2 separate regions of the Mus musculus genome follow, and region 2 is linked to region 1. A link is a contact called in public Micro-C data. All regions are on one chromosome and are shown on one strand. Each heading gives the region's core, a stretch centred on a gene start, on an enhancer-like site or on the middle of the called end of the contact. The rest is flanking DNA. Distances are from core to core; before and after follow the strand shown. Region 1 holds the start of Slc6a1 (solute carrier family 6 (neurotransmitter transporter, GABA), member 1). Region 2 holds the start of Syn2 (synapsin II).

What was found. A called contact is a pair of places that touch in the nucleus more often than the background predicts.
Region 2: a Micro-C map of embryonic stem cells shows a contact between it and region 1, with 4 times the contacts expected there. The contact joins the promoter of Syn2 here to the promoter of Slc6a1 in region 1. A contact is called at or near these places in 5 of 39 promoter capture datasets (the 3T3-L1 cell line, the C10 cell line, liver and 1 more) and 1 of 484 Hi-C or Micro-C datasets (embryonic stem cells).

The regions. Positions count from the first base shown.
Region 1 is chr6:114,278,339-114,285,687 of GRCm38.p6, forward strand. It overlaps Slc6a1 (solute carrier family 6 (neurotransmitter transporter, GABA), member 1), which reads left to right and starts at 4,297. Exons shown (of 16, transcript NM_178703.4): 1 at 4,297-4,538.
Region 2 is chr6:115,131,572-115,138,920 of GRCm38.p6, forward strand. Syn2 (synapsin II) reads left to right here and starts at 3,331. Exons shown (of 13, transcript NM_001111015.1): 1 at 3,331-3,889. The coding sequence starts at 3,510. Gm17733 (predicted gene, 17733) reads right to left here and starts at 3,264. Exons shown (of 2, transcript NR_132436.1): 1 at 3,044-3,264.

The DNA.
Region 1 (7,349 bases), core at 3,047-5,546:
TGAGTTGGTGGGAGATTCTCCATCTTGCTACACTTTCAGCAAGACTGGATGTTGTCATGGAGACAAAGTCAGCTTGAGCAGCAGCAGATAAGGGTCCTGAGCAGTGAGCCTGTACTTAGGAGAGGACAGTAGACCCCAGAGCATAGCATCATCAGTGTGTAGCAGCCTCGTGGCTTGAGATGCCTTCTGTTCACAGAGGAGGGAATGGGCTTAGGGAGGGAAACGACTTGTTCAAGGTCACACAGCAGCTTAGTGGCAGTTCTAGACATTCTGACTACTGCATTGGGTCTTATTTCATAGTGGTGCCATGATCTGGTGAGCACCTGTCAAGGATTAAAAAAAAAAACCAACTTGAGGGATAAGATCAAGAGTTACTGACCTTAGAGATAGGCAGGTCTGAACTGGGACCCCAGCCCTGCAACTCTCCTACTGTGTGTCTCTGAGCAAAGTACACAACATCTCTGTGTCTCTATTTTCCTATGTTTCAGTGCTATCATGTATCCCATGCAGCAAGCACTTGGACATGCAGCAGGTAATCATGTCTCCCTGGCTTTGCCACTAGACAGCTAGGTGTCTTAAGCTGAGCCACTGTCCCCTTCTGAGGTCTCAACTCATCTATCAAATGGTCTAACTAATAATATCCACAAACTGCTTCTGGTTTGATGATTCATGGAACTAAGACTTAATTAATTCTCCAAGTTAAGGAAGAGAGGAGATTTTAATAATAGTAACAACAATAGTTCCAGCCATGTATTGAGTGCCTACTTTGTGCTAGGAACTCAGCTAGGTACCAGTCCTTCCAGCCCTTACACCTATCACAAATCTGTACCCCACCCCCATCCCCCGGGCTGTTGGCTTCCAGTCTTCTCTCCCTTTACTTCATCCTGTACATGGGCCAGCCTTAGCCTCCACACACTTGATCTTACGTCCCAGCAGCTCCCCAGTGCTCTCAGGATCAAGTCTCGGTTTTCTTTCTTTATGTGGTGTGTGGGTGAGTTGTCCACTCAGGCCCTTGATTCCTGAATGGAATCTCCCGACTCTGGTGTCTTCGTTTAGTCCTCCCCCAGTGTCTCACACCCAGTAGGTGTTCAATAAATATTTGTTGAGTCAATGAATACATAGAGGAAGCATTTTTCTAAATTAGGCCACAGAAACTGAAGTCATTTGCAAGCCAGCCACAAGAGCTGGGCAAACTTCTGTGTGCCATGTCTATTTTTATTTACTTAAATATTTCCTTTTTTTAGATTAAATAAGAGTATCTCAAAAGGAAACTTTACATCATATTGTAACTAAAAGACCAATATTGCTTGCCAGAAATAGATCTCCCTGAAAATGAGCACAAGGTCGAAGCAGAGATACACCCAGTGTATCCTAGACCCTGCTGCCCACCATCGCTGGAGGTACAGAGCTTTCACGCATGCTTGTCCTTGCTCCTGAGAGATATTAACCTCTGCTCAGCAACAACCCGAGGCTTGTCCTGTTGTATGAACACTCCCCTGACCACAGCTAGGGCCTGGCAGTGGACATTTTGGAAATGAGATGTTGCAGGGGCTGCCACCAGACTGTGACCTACCTGACAAATTCTCACTTGGGCTTTTCACAAGGGGCTGGGGGATCCCACCTGTGCCTGCCTTGCCTGTACACACACACACACACACACACACACACACACACACACACACACACCTGCCCCATGCATCGGAGATAGCACTCTGAACTCTACCATGCCAAGTTTGTGGTTTGACACCATCTGCCTAGTGGGCATGCCTTGAGGGATAAAGCTATCCTGGAGGCATCAGGGTGGGGATGGGGGACAGGGTGTGAGGAGGTTTTAATATGCAATAGGCAAACCTAAGAAGCTGTCTCAACAGCTGGGGCAGCTTTCAGTGGAAGGTTGTGGTCGTTTGACAATGCTTGGCCCATGGAAAGTGACACTATTAAAGGTTTGGCCTTTTCTCAAGGAAGCATGTTACTGTGTAGGCGGGCTTCGAGGGCAGCCCCTAGAGTTCAAGCTCAACCCCATGTAAAAGAGACCCTCCTGCTGCTGCCTTTGGATCAAGATGTAGAACTTAGGCTCCTCTCCAGCTTCATATCTGCCTGCATGCTGCCATGCTTCCCACCATGACGATGATGGGTTGAACTTCTGAAACTGTAAGCCAGCCCCAGGTAAATGTCGTCCTTTATAAGAATTGCTTTGGTCACGGTGTCTCTTCACAGCAACGGAAACCCAAAGTAAGACAGAGGTCAAACAGATGCAAAGATGGAAGTAAAAGCAGATCAATCATTCAAGACAGAGGGGCTGGAGAGATGGTTCACTGGTTAGAGCAGTAGCTGGGCTTTCAGCGAACCTGGATTTGGTTCCCAGCACACACATACTTGCTCACAACCATCTGTAATTCCAGTTCCAGGAGATGCAAGACTTTCTTCAGAAATCTGCAGGCACCGGGCACACACAAACGAGCATACCCACAGGCAAACATATAACATTAAAATGAATTAATCTTTAAAAGAGAGTAATTCGATTATTCAGAGAATCATTCTGCCTTCAGGCACAGCTGGATCACAGGGCTCAAACAACTTACATCCCTCCTCTGCCTCATTTCTGCCTTTCTCTGTGTTCCCTTACATTCAGGGAGGCTCCATTGCAGGCGTGGCGACCCCAGACTTAAAAACCTATTGGTGATTAAGGCTTTTGGGACAGGTCCTAGGTGGAGGTGCCATTGACCTAAAGTCTGACACTTGCCCTTGCTTTGAGGTAATATACCCTGGCTGGCATGGCTCTAGTCACATTTGCACGTAGGGTCAGGAGCTCTGTATCCAATCATATGCTTATGAGACGTGGGGAGAAGACCCTATAGTAAAAACTGAGCTCCCGAGACTAGAAGACGTTGAAATGATCATCAGGCAAGCCAAAGCACCCTCCCCACTTGCCTCCCTAATCTTTTTTGTTTTTTGAGATTTAGGGTTTCTCTGTGTAGCCCTGGCTGTCCTGGAACTCACTCTGTAGACCAGGCTTGTCTCGATCTCAGAAATCCACCTACCTCTGCCTCCCAAGTGCTGGGATTAAAAGCTGCTTCCCTAATCTTGTTGGGAGCCACGGCCACATTTCCCCTGACAGCTTTGTCGTTTCATCCACGCATCAGCTCCCACCCCAGTGGCACTTTCATGGGTGGACCTATGCCTCATCCCAACCTAGGCTGGGACCCTCATGGGTGGCCCTGGCAGAGCTTGTCAGTCTGGGCTCTCGAAAGGTTGTTTCGGAAAAAGCCCGTTTCTTTCACTTGCCCCATAAGAAGAGCAGTGGCCTGTGCGTCTACCATTGTGTCCCTAAGCCCAGACCAGAGTGTGTGGGGCTCACGGGAGCCCCAGAAAGATTCATTTGAAGTACACACAGTCAGCACCTGGTAACCAGTCAGGAGGCCATAGGGCCCTAAGCCTAGATGCTTGTGGGAGGAAGTGCGGAGAAAGAGTCAAAAGCTATGTAGCCTTTGGAAGTTGAGGTTGGAGACCCCAGGGTTAATGCAATTAGAGGATGGGAAGTCAGATATTGAATGCCAGACCCTGGGATAGAAGCAGGAGGCCATTGAAATTGGAGATAATGAATTCTTTCTGCGTCTTTGGGGAACATGGAAAAGGGAGAGATGCCCCTTTCCCCAAAGCCTCCACGGAAGGAGCCAGAAGGTCTGGACTTGGAAAGAGGTAGCTGGAGCTGGCCAGGGGCAGAGGTGTTCTAGATAATCCCTCACGCCTCAAGAACTGCAAGCAGAGCACCTAGGGTCCTTAGCCAACCCTGGGGGTTTCCAGTTTGTGGTTTGCTGCACACACACACACACACACACACACATCCTCCAAGACCAATCCTGCAGTGACAGTCTTTCCCAACCTAGTAGCTCAGGTGGTAACTTTGTTTCCCAAGAAGGAAGCTGCAGACAGGAGAGGTAGAGAGGAGGGAAGAGTCCTACCCCACTGCCACAATGCTTCCAAGAGAGATGTGACAGAGCCAGAGAAACCAAGAGACCAATTAAGGTAGACCTTTGAGGCCAGGAGACTGAAGGAGGGTGGAGGCCAAGGAAAAGAGGGAGAGGGAGCAGGGCTGGGAGAGAGAGAGGAGGTGGGAGGGAGATGGGGAAGAGAGGAGGCAGCAGGCAGAGAGAAGAGGCAAGGCGGGCAGGGCCTAGGAAGGAGGGGAGCAGGGCAGAGGGAGGAAAGAGAAGGGGGTAGGCGGAGGGAGGAGGAGGCAGGCAGAGGGAGGGGGAACAGGGCAGAAGGAAGAGGGAAGAGAGAGTAGGGCAGAGGTAACTGGGAGAGAGGAGCAGGAACAGAAAAGGTGGGAGATGGAGGCTGAAAGGTAGGGGCGGGCAAGACGGCACGGACAAGCCCCGCCTAGAGGGCGTGTCTTGACAGCCCCGCCCCCTCCGCCGGCCCTGGGAGCCCTAGAGAGCTGAGAGGTTGCAGGCGAGCTGCGCGAGCCCAGGAGCCCAGGCGCCCGCGTCCAAGCGCGGCCGAGCCCGGAGCGGCCCGCGCAGCCCCGGCCGCAGGTAGGAAGGGAGGCTGGCGTCGGGGCACTGGGTGGAGGGCGGGACCCTAGGCTGCATCGTCCCCCGTCCTCGCCCCACGACGTGCGCCAGCTGCATCCCAGGGATGCTCCGGAGGCGGGAGGGTCCCAAGAGGCCAGGTGCCGTCTATGTCCTAGTTCGTTCGCCAGCCGACGGCGGGGTGCCCAGGAGGGAGCCAGACCAACCTGCGCCACATCCCCAGTCTCCGCATGCCTTATTTATTAGGGGCGGGAGGATGGAGGGGCTGGGGACTACCCGAGGATGGAGACATCTCCTTCCCATCCCGGGGCAGCTCAAGCTCTTAAGAAACCTTGTCTCTAAGAAAGTGTACAGCAGCTGGGACTGAGCGCGCGCAAGCTGGCGCTGCTGTCCTGTTCACCTGAGAGATGCCCAGTGCAAAAGGTGGGTCGGGCCAGGACTTCCCGTGGTTTGCCTTTCCCAGGTTTTTTCTCTTTCCTTTCTGTGGCAATTATCACGGCTTCTCCATGCTTCCCTCCGTACCCACCCACCCCATGGGTGACACCCACAGATGTCCCGTTCTGTGTTTGCTTTAGGCTTCCAACAAGAGACTCAGAGTGGGCAGCTTTGTACGGAGCCAATGTCCTCTCAAAACAGACCTGAGTCTCAAGGGGAAAAATGGGTTTTTGAAAGCCAGTTTATAAGACCAAGACACCTGAGGTCTACTGGCTGGACCTCCTGCCCACCCACGAAGATCAGGGGTGAAAAGGACTGTGGCCACATCAGGGAAGGGACTATGTCCAGCCGAGTGGAACTTGATGCTAGCCCCAGTTTTTCTATGGCAAACAGGGAATGTGTTGGACAAAAGAAAAAAAAAATGGTGTGCTGGGTCCTGCCTATGTTCTCTGTTGTGAACTTTGGTGGAAACAGTGGAGCGTGCATACCCCAACTTCCAAATTGCAAAACAAAAGCGATCTGTGGGAATTCAAAGTGCCCTGCAGTCTTTCCCCACCCCAGTTCTGGAAAGGATGGATCAGGTCTTGATCAAAGCATCCTCAGACCCTCTTCCAAACGAAGGAGGCAGAAAGAAAGTGGCTCTGGGAGGTGTAAGTCCCTGCAGAGAAGAGAGAAAGAGGGAGCTTTCCCTAGAGCTGGAGGGCAAAATGGCTGAGCCTCCCTTGAGCCTCAGAAAGGAATTGCCAGGCAGGCGGCAAACAAAGAAAGCGCTCTGCTCCAGCCAAGTGCTGGCTTGGTGGCCAGTGGCTAGAGGACAAACAGTGAGTCCCAGGCAGTGAGACACAGGCTGCCCTGTCCCCAGAGCTTCTGTGGAGTGGGGTTCCCTGAGAAAGGCACAGGAGACAGACGGCCGGTCACCACTGAGGGAAAAAACGGCAATGATCAGTCCCCAGTGGAAACCGTGTTCTGGGGACCCACATTTGTTGAGAAGTAAGGTCTCCTGGGTGAGGCTCTAACGAGGGGTCCAGAGGTCAAAGAATAGGCAGCTAAGAGGGTGAAGGCAAGGCTAAAGAAAGATGCACATAACTCCACACTAGTCTCAGCCCAGTATTTGACATTCCTGGCAACCCAGGAGAAAGGGATGTGAATTTGTTTATGTGAGACCCAGAACTCAGGAAGAACTCAATATGTGTTCCAGAATAAAGCCCACCTGGGTGGAAGGCGATTGCCTAATAATGGTCCAGCTAGCTATGACCTGCCCTTACGTCTACCTGTGTTGCTGAGGCAGGAAGGTTATAAAATGCTTTGTTCAAATCCACACCCAGGAACGAATGAATATGCCTTGGGCTAGGTACTTTTACAATTTCTTGGCCAGGTGATCTTGGCCAAGTTCTAATCCCCTTTGGAAAGAAGAAATGGAATGTCAAAATCTTTTGGTGCGTCAAGCTTGTCATTTCTAACCTTGTACAACAGGATCTGCTTTAAACCTCACTTCAGAAATGAGGAGAGGGTGACACAAAGAGGGAGAACAACTTGGTCAAGGTCACACAGCAAGGAGGAGGCAAGGCAATCCTAGGCTGCCATAGTGTGCTTCCCCGGTCTCAGTCTTCACATCTGTAAAGTGGGATAGTCAAGGGAAGAGTAGTGACAGTGAGATTTCATGGCAGACAGTGAGTTAGTCCCTCTGGACCTGCTGTCAGAGAAATGGCTACTTCTTTTCCTTCCCAGCAAGTGGCACATCTAGAGCAACATTAAATAAATTGCCTCCCACAGAAATGCCATTCCTAGGATTGGCTGTGAGAGATTTTTCAGGTCACTTGGAATTCAGAACTGTCTCCCCCTCCCCGTCTCTTGCTTGTTGGATGCCCGGCCCAGTGTCGACCCTAGCAAATCCAGACTTGGCCCCTATTTGCAGCCCTCTGCATTCCGAAAGTTCCCCCGACCTTGAGAGTCTTGAGAGTGGGCAGTGTCCCATGCCTTTTCCTGCTGCCTGTTCCATGTCGCGACAGGTCGCCCTTTGATCTCAAGCTGTGCTGAACCACAGCTCCCTGCTCTGTCCATTGCATTCCTGAAGCCAAACCCAAGGAGAGAGCACCCCTATGCCTCCTTGCCTGGTCCTAAAATGGAAACGTGGCAACAGGGCCTGTCTTTGCCTAAATAGGAGCTGTCTTTTTCACTCAGCGCTGCAATGTTACCAATCCTTTACTTGGGGAATAGTGGTCAGCCCTCGCTGAGATGGAAATGACCTTAGAATGACTTCAGATGACCTTGAAATGACTTCATCTGCAAAGAGTAGCTCCTCCCCCTGCTAATGAGAGCAGCCCCTCCCCCAGCTGATGAGGTCACCAAGTATCCACTGCTCCAGGATTTGTCGACTTT
Region 2 (7,349 bases), core at 2,081-4,580, 850 kb after region 1:
CTCACTGCCTGCTCCACTTTCTCGTTACTCAGAGACTGTTCTGCTACTGCTAATTATAAGCTGTCTTCCTAAGGCATGAATTTGGGGATTATTCATACTTGAATCTCCTCTATCATCTAGTCTGTAGCATACAATGTCTTCTGTGTTTTAGATATTTAAAATACGTTTTAAATAGGCTGGTTTAAAAAAATTTATACACATACTAAAAGCTCAATATTTAAGGGAATTCCTTAATGAAATATATTAGAAAAACAGCAAAATCATCTAAAAATAGAAGTTACACTGTGCTGGCTAGCTGTATGTCAGCTTCACACAAACTAGAGTTGTCTAAAGAGGGGAACTTCAATTGAGAAAATGCCTCTATAAGATCTGGCTGTAAGGCATTTTCTTAATTAGTGATTGATGGGGGAGGGCCCAGCCCATTGTGGGTGGTGCTATCCCTAGACTTGTGGTCCTATGTTCTGTAAGAAAGGCTGAGCAAGCTATGAAGAGCAAGCCAGTAAGCAGCTTTCTTTGCCATCATTTGCTGCCTCCAGGTTCCTGCTTGAGTTCCTATCCTTACTTCCCTTGATGGTGAATTGTGATGTAGATGCCTAAGCTGAATAAACCCTTTTCCACCCCAAGTTGTTTGGTTGTGGTGTTTCATCATAGTAATAGTAACCCTAAGACATAAAGAGCCTCTGAAATCCTGCCAATAGAGAAACATTGGAAAAGATTTCTTTGATTTTTCTTAAAAAAAAAATACTTTTAAGAATTTCAGGAAGGAAAGTGTGATAAATTATGTTTATTTGGTTATCGGTGATATAAGTTTTATTCTTCAGTAGGAAAGAACTAAATTATGTAAGGATACAGTTCAATTCTAAAACAGTTAAATCCTTACTATATGGAAGGTAATACACTGGATGTTGGGGGTCCAAAGATGACTAAGATTCAGTTCTATATTTGAAAAGCTCACATCCTAGTCACTAGAATACTTTATTATAATGTCTGCAGGAGATCTGACAAAGTCAGCACACGAAACAGCCCATTCTGGAAGAGCCATGAGTTCACAAGCATCCGTTTCTCTGCCTGAATGCTTCCTTTACTTCTCTATGGGTACATACTCAAAAAAAAAAAAAGATTTTTTTTTTCTACTTGTGTGTGTGTGTGTGGTGTAGTAGTAGTAGTAGTAGTAGTAGTAGTAGTAGTAGTAGTAGTAGTAGTTTGAATGAGAATGGCTCTCATTGGCCCATATGTTTGAAAGCTCAGGCCCCAGTTAGTGGAACTGTTTGAAAAGGACTAAAAGGCCTTGTTGGAGGAGGTGACACTGGGAGTGGACTTTGAGGTTTCAAAAGTCCATGCTAGCCCAGTCTCTGTCTCTGTCTCTCTCAGTTCCATGTCCACCTGCCTGCCACTAGCCATGATTTCAGCCATGATGATAATGGACTAATCCTCTGAAACTAAGCAAGCCCCCAATCAGACGCTTTCTTTGATAAGTTGTCTTGGTCATGGTGTCTCTTCACAGCAACAGAACAGTAACTAAGATAGTGTATCTGTGTAAGTGTTCTGACATGTGTGTGTGGGTGCCCTTGCAGGCCAGATGAGGGTGCCATATTCCCTGGAGCTGTGGTTACAGGTCATCATAGGTCACTTGACCTGGGTGTTGGGAACCAAACTTGGCTCTTCTGGAGGAGTAACAAGTGTTCCAAACTACAGAGCCTTCTCACCAGTTCTGTTAACTTTTACCACACGTCTCAAGACCCATCTTAAACATTACTTCCTCTGAGCAGCCTTTCCTGAGCCTCAGCGGTGAATGAATCCTGTGCCTTTGTTGCTCCTAAACCACCTTATCCAACTGATTTACAGAATTTCTCACATCTCATTGTGGGTAATTGTTGTCTCTAGTTATGAGTCCTTAGCTCTTAGTTGTGAGTTTACCTGAGACAAGGGTTGCTTTCTAATTTTATTGGTTATTTTCACAATTGGCTGCAGGCCTCTCTGATGCTATTGGCTTAGACCTGAGAACCAACTGGGATATACAAAACAGGAACACCCTGCTAACATTAGTGTCAAGACCCTCACTGATTCCATTCAGACTAGCTAATACTACTGAGAAATAAGAATAAGGACTTAGGCCCCACTACTGGCTTATCTACTGCGTACCAGACGCTTTACCTACATGTTCTCATTTACTCCAGCAGCTTTGAAAAGTGCTATCTGTTTTTATTAGCTGTGGAAGAAAAAGGTTCAAGGGAGTAATTTGCCCAAAGTCGTGCATCACTCCAGGTGGTCTGCCTGTCAAGTACATCTGCTACATTTTGTCCAGATACAAATGTAGGGGACTAATATACCTGAAGACAGATCAAAACAAAGGTTCAAAGAGCACACAAAATTTAGAGAGTGCACAGAGAAGTTGGTAGTCAGATAAACCTTCATGGAGATGGTCAGTTAGGGGACTAGGTCGCCCTACAACACTGGGGAACAATGTATGTCAGGGAAGCAAATTGAGGGGGTAGCCTTGGCTATCTGTCTGAGGGATCCTGAAAAGACATTTTCAGTCTTCTCGGGCTCTCTTGCGCGCGCGCGTGCTCTCTCTCTCTCTGGTCAGGGAGAGAATTGTGCACTATTAAGTGGGGCACAGAAATTGCCTCCTAATGTCCTCCAGGGCAGTGTGGAGAGGGTCTGCTTAGGTTCCTTCTTCCTCAAGGAGGGTGAGGTAGCCCTCTACTTCATTGTGGTCTGGACTCCCACCTTTTGGGTCAGGGAGAGGTTTTTCCCATTCAGCACGGGTAGGCAGCTTTTATTCATTCATTCATTCATTCATTCATTCATCCATCCATCCATCCATTCATTCATTCAGGTCTCAGCATACAAGGTGCGCATTAGCAGCAACAGATTAGTCCATTCCTTCTCATCTGAAAGTTGGGGACTTTGGCATCATTTTCCTGAGCTTCAGGAAAGGAAATGCTTCGCTTTGCTCACTGAATGGTGGTCCTGGGTGTGTGTGCGCGCGCACACACACGCCAGAGCGGGTGGAGGGGCAGGTGTAGCTCTTTTCTCTCACCTCAGGGTAGGGAAGCTGACACCTCTCTTCTAACTAGATGGTATTAGGATGGTGTCTTCGTCTGGAACTGGGACACGACTCTCCTCTTGAAACCACGAAGGTGATGATGGTGGGAGACTCTCGGCTTTCCTTCCCTCCACACTGCGAGAGCTCCTGGTTCCCACACAGTCACGCTCAGGTGGCGGGAGGGGACACTCTCCCTTCTCTTTGCGCCAGAGCCTGAAAAGGCGGGGGACGCGCGAGTAGGCGGGGGCGGAGCAGGCTCTGCGGAGAGGGGCGGAGACAGAAGTAGTCACGCCCTCGGCACCGCCCACTGCTCCCTCGCTAACAGGCTCGCTCCCCAGACCCAGAGCGCCGCGGCTGTCTGCTGGGCTCCCGGAGACGCGGACCACCTTCGGTGTCCCCGCGCCGTCCTCCCCGCGCCGCTTGGCCCGCCGCCTCGAGCGCCCTCAGCCCCTCAAGCCAGATGATGAACTTCCTGAGGCGCCGGCTGTCGGACAGCAGCTTCATCGCCAACCTGCCCAATGGCTACATGACTGACCTTCAGCGCCCGGAGCCGCAGCAGCCCCCTCCTGCCCCTGGCCCCGGTGCCGCTACGGCGTCGGCGGCCACCTCAGCTGCCTCGCCCGGTCCCGAGCGCAGGCCGCCACCCGCCCAGGCACCCGCGCCGCAGCCGGCGCCGCAGCCCGCGCCGACGCCGTCGGTGGGCAGCAGCTTCTTCAGCTCGCTGTCGCAAGCGGTGAAGCAGACGGCCGCCTCCGCCGGCCTGGTGGACGCGCCCGCACCTTCGGCCGCTTCCAGGAAGGCCAAGGTGCTGCTGGTGGTCGACGAGCCGCACACCGACTGGTAGGCCCCTGCGGGGTCCGCCGGGGGCAGGGTGTGAAGATGGACCCTCGAGGTCACCCGGGAGAGCACCGGGGACGAGCAGGTGTCTGTGTGTGGGAGGGGCGAGGGCAGGCGTTGACCTCCCAGAGACATGGGTCCTAAGGTAAAGGACTCGGTGGCCTCCAGGCCGGTGGCAGAGCAAGCTACTTCATTAAGCACCAATGGAGCTTAAAAATAGTGATAAGTCGACCACGCTCTAAAGGAAGGCCACACAGCCAAGAATATTTGGGCAGCACATATTGGCTGTGACAGTGGTGGTGGGGACACCACAAAGTTGGGAAGGAAGAGAAGGAGGGATGGATCTGGAAAGAGCTGGGGGAGGGAGGGTGAAGATGATCAAAACAGGTTGTACAACATCCTCAAAGAACTAATAAAAAACAAAAACAAAACACAAATACTTATGGTGGGGGGGGGGCAGGCTTAACAGTTTAGACGCATACAAGCTAAGGTGAAAATGGACCCAGATGGCCATCAAAATAAAGGACACCAAAAAAGATTCTAGTCTGCAAGGTTTGGAATGAGTTGGGAGTGGATATTAGTATTTAAGTTGGATAGGTGTTTTTGTTGTTGTTATTGTTTGTTTGTTTTGTTTTAAACCTGTACCTGTATTGATATCAAGGTGGGTTAGATCACAGGTGTCTCAGAGTGTGATTGACATCTGTTTAAAAATAATGAGATTATTATATATATGCAACAGGGAGGGGATATATGTTTTAAAAATTTTGTTCTCTCTCTTCCCTTCTCTCCCTCCCTCCCTCCCTCCCTCCCTCCCTCCTTCCCTCCCTCCGTGTGTGTGTGTGCGTGTGTGTGTGTGTGTGTGTGTGTGTGTGTGTGTGCGCGTGCGTGCGTGCATGCGAGCATGCGTGCTCCTGTGTTTGTGTGTAAACGATGGTGGCTTTTTCAGCTGGATGATGAAGACCTAAGTAAAAACATTACATATTGTTAAAGGGCACAAATAAAATGATTGGCCTTAATGCAGTAAAGGGGAAACTTCAAGAATGCTTTTCTTTTCTTTCTTTCTTTTCTTTTTCTTCTTTTAAAAAGAGCTATAGGGAATGGGGATGATTGGGGAAGGTGTTAGGTTTAGTTGAGAAACACATGAATGAGGTCCACTGAAGACTAATTAAGAGCTTCAGAGTGGTTCCTTTGATGCAGTAGGACGCTGACTTAAGCGATGGTGGATGGTGGGCTGACTGGTGGGTATGGAACCATGAAAAGGCCAGAGCCTTAGGTGTTTTTTCCTTTGGAATGTGAGGGAGCAATTTTTGTTTTCCTTTTCCTAAGGGGATGAGGTTGATTGGTGCCTGCACCTGAGAATTCTTCCCAAGAGGAAGACACAGGGACCCCAGAGCTGTTTATTTCTCTTGTAGCTGCTTTCCTGTTGTGCTTTCTCTGCCATTCCTTCACTGAGAGACTTGGAGGGAGGGAGGGAGGGAGGGAGAGAGAAAGAGAGAGGAGAGAGAAAGAGAGAGAGAGAGAGAGAGGGAGAGAGGGAGAGAGGGGGTGCTGGGATGAACTGGTGGAAGTGACATGTTACCTGGAGCTGTAGGGCTTCCTGCTGTTACCATGCTGGAATCATTTCCTCTGGGTGGGTTGTGTGGTTGGCCCTTATTTTTCAAGATAGTAGAGTAGAAAAGACCTTTATCAGGAACTGGGAAAGGTAATGGGGAATAACAGGAAGGTAATGTGGGAAAGTACGACAGTAGTGCCACTGGCAGTCTCCTGGAAGAATCACTGGCAGTTCAAATCAACAAGTGTTTGCTCAGGAGGAAGGGAAGGGAAGGGAGGCAAGCTCTATGCAAGCATCCATTGTATGTCAGATTCTCTGGTAAGGAGGGACTCCTAATGTGGTATTCTATTGGGTCTTCAGAAAACAGGGACTTAGAAAAGGTAAGTGGTGAGCTTACAGCCATTCAGCTAACAAATGGTCCAGTGGCATCTTAACTTTAGGTTAAACTGCTTGGTTTCATTGCTGCCATCCTTCTGTATTGTCTCACTGTTAGAATGTTACTGTGATACACAGTAATAATACACTTCCTTTTAGGGGTTAGACAATGCTGGGGGCCTTTTGGAAAACTCACACTAATTAGGGTGACACAAAGATACCTGAGACAGTTAACAAAGGAATCTAGAGTTATTAAGACTATTTCAGAAATTAGTGACATTAAGAGTTATTGGTGAATATTTTAAAAAAGAATCATAAAGAACAGCTAGGAAATAGGTACAAGACTAACATTAACATTTCATTTTTCTGGGCTAGAATCTGATTCTTGTGAGCTTTGTCCCGGTCCTCTACCCCACTGAAGCTATTTTCTTGGTTCTAATTGCTACTTAGATACCCACAGATAGGTAGATAAGTGTTCCTACAAGTATGGGGAGACTCAGAGAATTTGTTTATTTAGAAATGAGAGAGTTGAGATTTGAAATTCTCCTTGGATAGGATTATTTTCTAGGAAGAGTGCCTGGTATAAACCGGAGAATCTGCTTTGCCCTGGAGACTGGATTTCTGATGGAAGTAATAGGATTCACTTTTCTGCGGGCTGACTCTCAACTGCCTTATGGATTTCTCTGGAGTAATAACATTGATTTATTAAAACTCTTAAGCCGAGTTTGAGTCTGCAACTTGATGGTAGTTCTGTGCTTCTGTGTTTTTGTAGGTAATAGCAATTCCAAGAATTTTGTCATCTTCTAACGTGTCTAAATTTGTTTAAAACACCTCAGTTAAATATTGATGAGTGGTTTTATTGAAAGGTCTCTGAATTAAGGAGCAGGTGGCTGCTTATGACAAACACAGTAGCTTACAAGGGTTCTTTTTGTTCTAAAAGCTAATTTAAATAATTTGTCTCATAGTTTAAGCTACCTAGACAAAACTGAATAATCAGGTGTTATATATACCCAATGCCATTACTATGGTGCTTGAGTAGAAAGAATGTAGTATCTCAGTGGAACTTAAACGTATTGGTCCCATCTGAATTCGAGTGCTAACATAAAGAGAGGGTTGGGTTTTTTTTTTTTTTGGATATAAATTTTTTTATTAGATGTTTTCTTTATTTACATTTCAAATGCTGTCCCAAAAGTTCCCTATACCCTCTCCTCTGCCCTGCTCCCCTACCCACCCACTCCCACTTCTTGGCCCTGACATTCCCGTGTACGTTTGTAAGACCTACGGGCCTCTCTTCACACTGATGGCCGACTAGGCCATCTTCTGCTACATATGCAGCTAGAGACATGAGCTCCAGGGGATACCGGTTAGTTCATATTGTTGTTCCACCTATAGGGTTGCAGACCCCTTCAGCTCCTTAGGTACTTTCTCTAGCTCCTCCATTGGGGGCCCTGTGTTCCATCCAATAGCTGACTGTGAGCCTCCACTTCTGTATTTGCCAGGCACTGGCATAGCCTCACAAGAGACAGCTATATCAGG